2 separate regions of the Callithrix jacchus genome follow, and region 1 is linked to region 2. A link is a contact called in public Hi-C data. All regions are on one chromosome and are shown on one strand. Each heading gives the region's core, a stretch centred on a gene start, on an enhancer-like site or on the middle of the called end of the contact. The rest is flanking DNA. Distances are from core to core; before and after follow the strand shown.

Region 1 (4,286 bases), core at 56-2,555, 380 kb after region 2:
TTGAAGGAATGGAAGAAATGATGGAGGAATAGATGGGACAGATGTGGTTTGGTGAGTAAATGTGTAAATGAAGGGAAAGAGAGAAGGTAAGATCCTTCTCATATTTTGAGCCAATTTGGGAGAATTATGGTATTACTTAAAAATTTAATTTAAAAATGTGAGACAATGGTGGGGTACTTAGTATTTTATTGGAGAAGGATAGATGAGACAATCTTGACATAGATGAATAAAAGGAGGTACTTGAAATGTTTAGCATCCTTTGGAAATATGGAACTTGAACTCAGCAGAGAGATGTTACATATAGGCAGGTAGATAGATACATGGATGGATCTCTGTCTATATGTTAGTTTTGAAGCCACCAAAGCAGATGAAATCCCCAAGGAAGACAGAACTTTGAAAAGGTCGGAGTGCAGAGTACAAAGCAAGGGAGAATATCAGATTTAAAAGTAGCTGGGAAAAAGAAAAATACTTAGTAACAAAGAAAGAACAGACTTGGAAAATTTAAAAATGAAAACAAAGGAAATTTTCAGGGAGGCAGGCAGTGTCAGACAACACTGTCAAACTGCTGCAGAGAAATATAGAAGAAATATAAACTTAAACAAGAATTTTTAAGTTTAAATTTTAATTCTAAAACTTTTAAACCTATTCAGTATGGAAGTTATGGATGATTTGCAGAGTTCAGTAGAGTAAAAGAAGCAAAACAGAGTAGGGGACAGAAGTAATGTAGGTTTTACTTTCATATTTTTTTCCAGTTAGAAGAAAAGATTGAGAAACAGAATAATAGTTTGAAAATACAATGAGTTAATAAAGGTTTTTGGGTCTTTTTTTAGATATAAGAAACCTCTATGTGTTTGTAGTCTTGTAGAAGAGTAATGCTGTTGAGCAGGATGAAGGAGATGGGGTGGGAAGAGGGTGCTGTGGGGGCAAGAGAATGGGATTAGAGACAAAAAGCCATGAAAAAGATAAATTATATAGCAGGAAAGAAAATAAGAAAAATGTCAAGATAAATATTTGAAGTTTTCATTTCAGAAGGTAGAAAGATAAAGTGGTCTACATTTCTCAGAAGAGTGGAATGGAGATTGTTTCCTTTATGGGAAAGAGCCAGAGCTGTGGTAGAAATTTTGAGAATGGGGGTATCAGCTATTTGCTGCATAACAGCAACTCCTAAACTGATGCTTGAAAAAGCAAGCATTTACTATTCCTCCTGGTTCCCTGGGTTAGCTGGGTGGTTCTTCTGGTCTTGGCTGGGCTCACGCATGCAAATGCAGTTTGCTGTGCATTGGGTAATCTGCTGTGCTGATTTTGGGGGATGGGCTGTTTGTGAACTAGTCTAAAATGGCCTCAGCCGGGCAGCTTGGTCTCTTCTACATGGTCTCTCATCCTCCAGCCTTGTTCTCGTGCTAGCAGGATTCTGTGAAAGAGAGAGAAATAGAAACAAAAGCATGTGATGCCTCTTAAGGCTTAGACTTAGAACCAAGCACAGTCACTTGTGCCACATTCTGCTGACCTCAACAAGTTTTAAGGCCAGCCCATATTTCCAAGGCAGGGAGATAGACTCCGCTCCTTAATCAAGGGAGGAATTTCAAAGTCATGCTCAAGAGTGTGGATGTAGAGAGAGCTGGGGACTGGGACCATTTTTGTAATCAGTCTACTACTGGGGAAGGCTGGAAATAGGTGTGTTCCCTGGACAGAAGAGTGTAGTATAGTAGATGTGCTAAAATTGTATATGTTCTGTATTTTGTAATACATGTAAGATCTACATCTCAGACTATTTACGTGTCAGATTTTGGTGTCTTCATTGTTAGTATATTCTTTCTCTCCCCTTTCCAAGGTTGGACAATACTTTAGAGGAAATTATATTTAAGCTGGTCCCTGGACTCCGAGAACGTAAGTGGCTCTTTGGGTTCTTGCAGACTTTTGTGTTTTATGAAATCAACATTTCCATTAAAGATTTCATGACTTTCTTTTTATACTCTCTTTCATTTAAATTAGAAGAACTTGAGCGTGAATCTGAATTTTGGAAGAAAAATAAGCCTCAAGAAAATGGACAAGGTGACTTTTTCTTATGTCTGTTTCTGAAAGCTTAAATTGGTCAGTTTTTCATAGCTTAGGTGAACTAATAGCTCTCTTCAGGCTCACATTTTTCCTGTACAAAATTTCTGCTCCTTTTATTTACATTATGAACCTTTTTCTCTATAGGAGATTTTTTATAAATGAATGTAAATCTGAAGTCACTTTAGTAGAAGATAATTGAAAATAGAGGAAATTGGACTTTGGGAAGAGAAAAGGGAAAAGATAAAAGAGAAAATTGGCTAGATGTTTATAGTAGTAATTTCTAGGGAGCTAAAGGAAGCTGAAGTGAGAAATAGCCACAGCTTGCAACTAAACAGTGAGGAGTTTTTTGTTTTATTTCTTTTGTACATTTGTCTCTATAGGAGAGGGAACTGAGATGTGGCTGAGACCCAGATCAGGAGATTTTACTATGCTCTAATATTCTGGAATGAAGTTTTTTTAAGTAGAGCTCAGGTGATAAAAACCTATATGTCATGGAAATTTAGAAAGTATTTCTGGATGCTTATGGGAATTTTCCCCATCACCTATGCTGCATGTCCAAATTTCTCCTCTAGGTTCCAAGAGACTCAGCAATTAGTAATTTTTAATAATTGCAGCAAAGGGGCAAACATTACTGAGCAGATAAAAGGCTTTTAGCATTACATATATGTGTGTAAAATTCACACAAAGGGATATATGAAATTATAAGAAAGTAGTACCATTCCCATTTTTTAAAATATGATATTTAATTTGAGATGTCCTAAATATCATTTAAAGTTATTCAGGACTGTGTGTGTGTTCTTATGGGGTCACTTGTGAGTTCAGCCTCCCAATCTTGGTTTTCCCGTAAGATCATAGGATTGCCAATTATACATGATGAAGGTAAATGAGAAAATGCCATCTCTCTCTTTTAATCTGTAAAATGGAGATTATCATTTTATTAGTTCCACTTAACTGTGCAAAGCTGTTTTCTTAGAGAAGGGGAAGTTTGAGAATAGTTTTGATGACTACAGTAAGGTAGCAAGAGACTATTTTTAATCTATAACAAAAAAAAAGGCAAAGAAGCTAAGCCTGACCAAAAAAATGACTAAAATAGGACTTGTTTTACCCAAATATACACTGCAATTAGACAACGATAAGCAATTGTAGTAGTGCTGTAATAAAAATACAGATAAGATAAGGCTAATTAAATATTCCAGTTTTTGACTATCTGTTCAAGAGGACAGGAGCCTGGGAGATTGTCCTCAGAAATTATGTGGTAGGTTTACTCTATTATTCTACATATCACAGATTGACTTGTGAAGGGCTGTAGCCTACTTTGTGAATTTTATCTCCCTTTTCCTATTGCTTCTCCCTTTTAAAAGTATTTATGGTATTTGGTCTTTAGCTTGGGTGGAGAATTTGGATCTTTTGTTGGAGCTGGGAGTTTGATTCATAGAAGGCAACTCCTGTATATGTGCATTCTCTATAAAGAAGCAGAAGAAAACATGTAGAAAAAAAAACGCACCTTCCTGCTTTATGGTACACCTGTAATGCTTTTACTATAGGTATCCAAGGGGATTTAGTGTGTCACTTTGCAGGGAGGCTTTTCTACAATGTAATGTTTGGCTGGCTAACTTTTTCAGGTTTTATCTTAGAGGTATTTCATCTGGAAATCATCCCTGAACCTCTGCTTCACTCCCAAAGTTTGGGTTTACTCTCTCTTTTATATGTGCCTGCATAGTCCGTTTTACTTCTCCCATCCTATCTTTGTCTGGTTTCTTTTTTGTTTTTGTCTTTTTTATTTACCTTTATTTCATCCCATATCCTGACCACTGTGAGAGTGAGGATGATGGCTGTAGGTTCAGTATTGTTCCCTCAGGTCTTGTATGACGGGTATCCAACGTAAAGTTAAAGCTACTCAACAGATGCATGATAAATATAGCTGCAATATTTATAGGGTACAGGTAATAGGTGAAATACATTTGTATATAATACAAAGTATGCCATTCAGATTTCTTTGAGTTGTAACATATATTAATAGCTATATATGTGTTACAAAGCTAAATCATTATACTCGTTTTTTTCACTAGCTGATTTTATATCTTGTAATTTGAAATTTTGAGAACTTAATTTTATAATTTGAAGCATTTGAATTTGAACATATACTTATGTATATAAACGAGTATAATTTATATATACACATATAAATAATTTGGAAGTATTTTTTTATATCCTGTTCATTTTCTAACGTA
Region 2 (4,430 bases), core at 1,341-3,840:
CAGCAGCCAGATTTTAAGGATTTTGTAAGACATTTTTAGGAGTTTTTATTTCATCCTGAGGGAAATGCGAAGCCATTAAAGGGTTGAAAGAGGAGAGTGAGTTGATCAGCTTTGCATTTTAGAGAAATCACTCTGGCTGCAACTTGAAAAACAGGCTGGAGGTAAGCAAGCCTGGAGACCAGGAGCCTAGGAGGGCTGTTCGAGTGATCCAGATAAGTAACTGTGACCTCAACTAGGGCAGAGGCACCTAGGAATGGAAGATACAGAGAGATCACAGCACTACTTCCATAGTGTAATTGGTAAGACCTGGTGGTTGATTGAAAGAGAAGGGTGAGGGAAAGAAGATCAAAAAACAACTTCTAGGACTCTCCATTGGCCAATGGGATGTGCCCTTCACTGGAGAGCAAATACAAAATGAAAGATTGTGGGCAAAGACTTGACTCAGTGGGAAGGCAAGAAGAGAACCTTATTTTTAAAAATGGCTATGTGATTAAAAACTTAAAAATTTTCCCCAACGTGTTTATCTTTTCCATTAGCAGAGATAACTAAGATAACTAAGTGTTGGTCTTATTCTAATGGGATTTATTCCATATTGTCTCTCATGCCCTCTACCTAGCTATTAGTGCAAATATTTATATATGGCAACACAAAACTTTTTAACTCTTTATTCTCTTCTCTCATGTACACTCCCAGCTCTTTAGGGGAGGTGGATTTGAGGCAGATACCATAAAAAAAAGTTGGTCACATGGCAGTAACACATCGAGCTTATGCCACAGGAGACATCAGCACTAGCAAGAGAAATGTCCGTGTTATAGGTGCTTCACTTGGAAGAAACTGAAGAACCCTGAGCCTTAAGAGTCTGACAAACTTAAGCCAGAATGCTGCGGGGAAGGTAGAGGGGTGGACAAAGAGAATTGGGAGTGAAAGAGACAACAACGAAATCCCCAATGCCTGTGGGAGGTACACTCCCTGGATTGTAAAGCACTAGATGGAAAAGGTACAAAAATATTTCAAACCATATTCACAACTCTGTATGTGTCTATGACCAGATTAGAGACCTTCTGATTATGGACTATGCCTATACACTCTCCCAAATGGTTAGAAGCATATCAAAGAGGTTAACATAGATGATCCTATACGAAGTGGGTCTCTTGGTGCTAGTGTTTCACATCAGACTTCATGGGCTTTCATGTATTTCTGCAAGTGCCAAACGTTTCTCATACCCTTGCTGTATTCCATAGAGCCGTGTTCCTGCTACTTGGAACACCTGATGCTTGAATAACTCCTGTTTATCTTTCAGATAACCCCTAAAGGTTACCACCTCAAAGAAGTCTTTATAGAAACCGCCTCATCTTAGACACAGCACTCTGTATTGCTTCCTTCGTCATATTTACTACAGACTGACATTGTGCACTTATGCCTCACTTAATGACAGAGATACATTCTGAAAGGTGAATCATAGGTGGATTTGTTGTGTGATTATCACAGAGTGTTACTTACAAAAACCTAAATGATACAGCCTACTACACACCTATGCTATATAAGCAGTACAGCCTGTTGCTCCTAGGCTACAAATCTGCACAACATGTCACTGTACTGAATACTCTAGGCAACTGTAACACAATGGTAAGTGTTTTATGTATCTAAACAAACATAGAAAAGGTAATGCACTATACTATGATGTTACAACAGCTAGGCTGTCACTAAGCAATAGGAATTTTTCAGCTTCATTTTAATCTTATGGGACCACCCTTGTATATGTGGTCCATTATTGACCTAAACATCACTCTGTGGCACATGACTATATATTTATTCCTCATTATTCATTTAATATTTCTCTATTCCAGGAGGGCGTGCCAGGGACAACCTCTTTTTCTCATCACAGGTCTTAGGACCTGGCCTACCACTTGTTCAAAAAACTACAGCATACTCCTTTTATTGTGCTTCAATTTATTGTGCTCTGCAAATATGGGATTTTTTTACAAATTGGAGATTTGTGGCACCTCTGTATACAGCAAGTCTATTGGTGCAATTTTTCAACATCATGTGCCTGTTTCCTGTCTCTCTTGTCACATTTTGGTAATTTTCACAATATTAAAAACTTTTTCGTCATTGTTATATATGTTTTGGTGGTTTGTGCCCTTTGATTTTACTATTGTAACTGCTTTAGGCAGCCACAAATTGGACTCATATAGGACAGCGAACTTAATCCATGAATGTTGTTGTTTGTTCTGACTCCTCCACTGACCAACTTTCCCCATTTCCCTCCCTCTCTTCAGGCCTCCCTATTCCTTGAAACAAAACAATATTGAAATTAGGCCAATTAATAACCCTACCATGGACCAGCAAAAAGTGTTCAAGTGAAAAAAAGAGGCACACATCTCTCACTCTCAATCAAAAGCTAGAAATGATTAAGCTTATTGAGGAAGGCACGTAGAAAGCCAAGACAGGCTGAAAACTATGCCTCTTACTCAAGTTGTGAATGCAAAGGCCAAGTTCTTGAAGGAAAGTAAAGGCCATTCCAATGAACACACAAATAATAACAAAGCAAAGCAGCCCTACTGCTGACTGGAGAAAGTTTTTGTGGTCTGGATAGAAGACCAAACCAGCTACAACATGCCTTAGGCCAAAGCCTAATCCAGAGCAAGGTCCTAACTCTTCAGTGCTATGAACGTTGAGAGGTGAGGAAGCTGCTGAAAAACAGCTGGAAGCTAGCAGAGGTTGGTTCATGAGATTTGAGGAAATAAGCCATCTCTGTAACATAAAAATGCAGGGCGAAGCACAAGTGCTGATAGAGAAGCTGCAGCAAGTTATCCAGAAGAGCTGGAAGAGCTAGCTAAGATAACTGATGAACATGGCTACACTAAGCAACAGATTTTCAAGGTAGATGAAACAGCCTTCTATTGGAAGATGCCATGCAGGACTTTGATAGCTAGACAGGAGAAGTCAATGCCTGGCTTCAAAGCTTCAAAGGACAGGATGACTTCCTTGTTAGCTGGTGATTTTAAGTTGAAACCAATGCTCATTGACCATTCTGAATATCCTAGGGTTGTTAAGAATTATGCTAACTCTACTTTGCCTAGTGCTCTATAAATTGGACCACAAAGCCCTGATGATAGCACATCTTTTTATATCATGGTTTATTGAATATTTTAAGCCCAGCATTGAAACCTACTGCTCAGGGAAAAAAAAGAGATTCCTTTCACAACATTACTGCTCATTGAAAATGCACGTGGTCACCCAAGAGTTCTGAAAGAGATGGGCATCTGATGAGGAGGTACAAGGAGACGAATGTTGTTCTCATACCTGCTTACACAACATCCGTTCTATAGCCCATGGATCAAGGAGCATTTTGAATCAAGTCTTATTAAGAAAGACATTTCATAAAGCTATATGCCATAGATAGCAATTCCTTTGATGAATCTAGGCAAAGTAAATTCAAAACCTTCTGGAAAGGATTCACCATACTAGGTGCCATTAAGAACATTCATGGGACATTGGAGGAGGTAAAAATACCATTAACTGGAATTTGGAAGAAGTTGATTCCAATCTGTATGGATGACTTGGAGGAGTTGACTTCAGTGGAGGAAGTAACTGCTGATGTGGTGAAAAATAGCAAGAAAACTAGAAGTGGAGCCTGAACATGTGACTGAATTGTTGCAATCTTGTGATAAAACTTGAACAGTTGAGGAGTTGCTTCTTAAAGATGAAAAAAGAAAGTGGTTTCTTGATATGGAATCTACTCCTAGGGAAGATGCTGTAAACATTGTTGAAATGACAAAAAAGGATTTTGAGTATTACACCAACTTAATAAAGCTGTAGCAGGGTTTCAGAGGATGTACTCCAATTTTGAAAGATGTTCTTTTGATAGTAACATGCTATCAAACAGCATCAGATGTTACAGAGAAATCTTTTATGAAAGAAAGTGTTAATTGATGCAGTAAGTTTCATTTTTGTCCTCTTTTAAGAAATTGACACAGCCATTCCAACCTTCATCAACTACCACTCTTATCAGTCAGCAGCCATCCACATGGAGGGAAGAGCCTCCACCAGCAAAAAGATTATGACTCACTGGAGGCTCAGATGACCATTAACACTTTTTTAGCAGTAATTTTTTTTTTTTTTTTTTTTTTTTTTTTTTTGTAGACAGAGTCTTGCTCCATTGCCAGGTTCCAGGCTGGAGTGCAGTGGCGCGATCTCGGCTCACTGCAACCTCCGCCTCCTGGGTTCAAGCAATTCTCCTGCCTCAGCCTCCTGAGTAGCTGGGACTACAGGCGCGTGCCACCACACCCAGCTAATTTTTGTATTTTTAGTAGAGACGGGGTTTCACCATGTTGACCAGGATGGTCTGGATCTCTTGACCTCGTGATCCGCCCACCTCAGCCTCCCAAAGTGCTGGGATTACAGGCGTGAGCCACCGTGCCCAGCCA

The links. Hi-C and Micro-C count contacts between places; a contact is called where the count stands out from the background.
Region 1: a contact with region 2 is called in a Hi-C map of skeletal muscle, with 15 times the contacts expected there. The contact joins two enhancer-like sites. A contact is called at or near these places in 3 of 3 Hi-C or Micro-C datasets (induced pluripotent stem cells and skeletal muscle).

What each region holds. Positions count from the first base shown.
Region 1 is chr12:84,059,181-84,063,466 of calJac240_pri, forward strand. PCGF5 (polycomb group ring finger 5) reads left to right here. Exons shown (of 10, transcript XM_078346006.1): 5 at 1,832-1,887; 6 at 1,996-2,052. All of the region lies in intron 3 of LOC144578706, which reads right to left. Among named protein-coding and RNA genes, the nearest start is that of PCGF5, 82 kb to the left of the region's middle. Within about 2 kb of position 1,306, at least 1 of the 16 cell types and tissues checked has an H3K27ac peak or open chromatin away from gene starts, as enhancers often do. A contact at or near this core is called in skeletal muscle, where this site is marked.
Region 2 is chr12:83,682,386-83,686,815 of calJac240_pri, forward strand. No RefSeq gene overlaps it. Among named protein-coding and RNA genes, the nearest start is that of ANKRD1, 13 kb to the right of the region's middle. Within about 2 kb of position 2,591, at least 1 of the 16 cell types and tissues checked has an H3K27ac peak or open chromatin away from gene starts, as enhancers often do. A contact at or near this core is called in skeletal muscle, where this site is marked.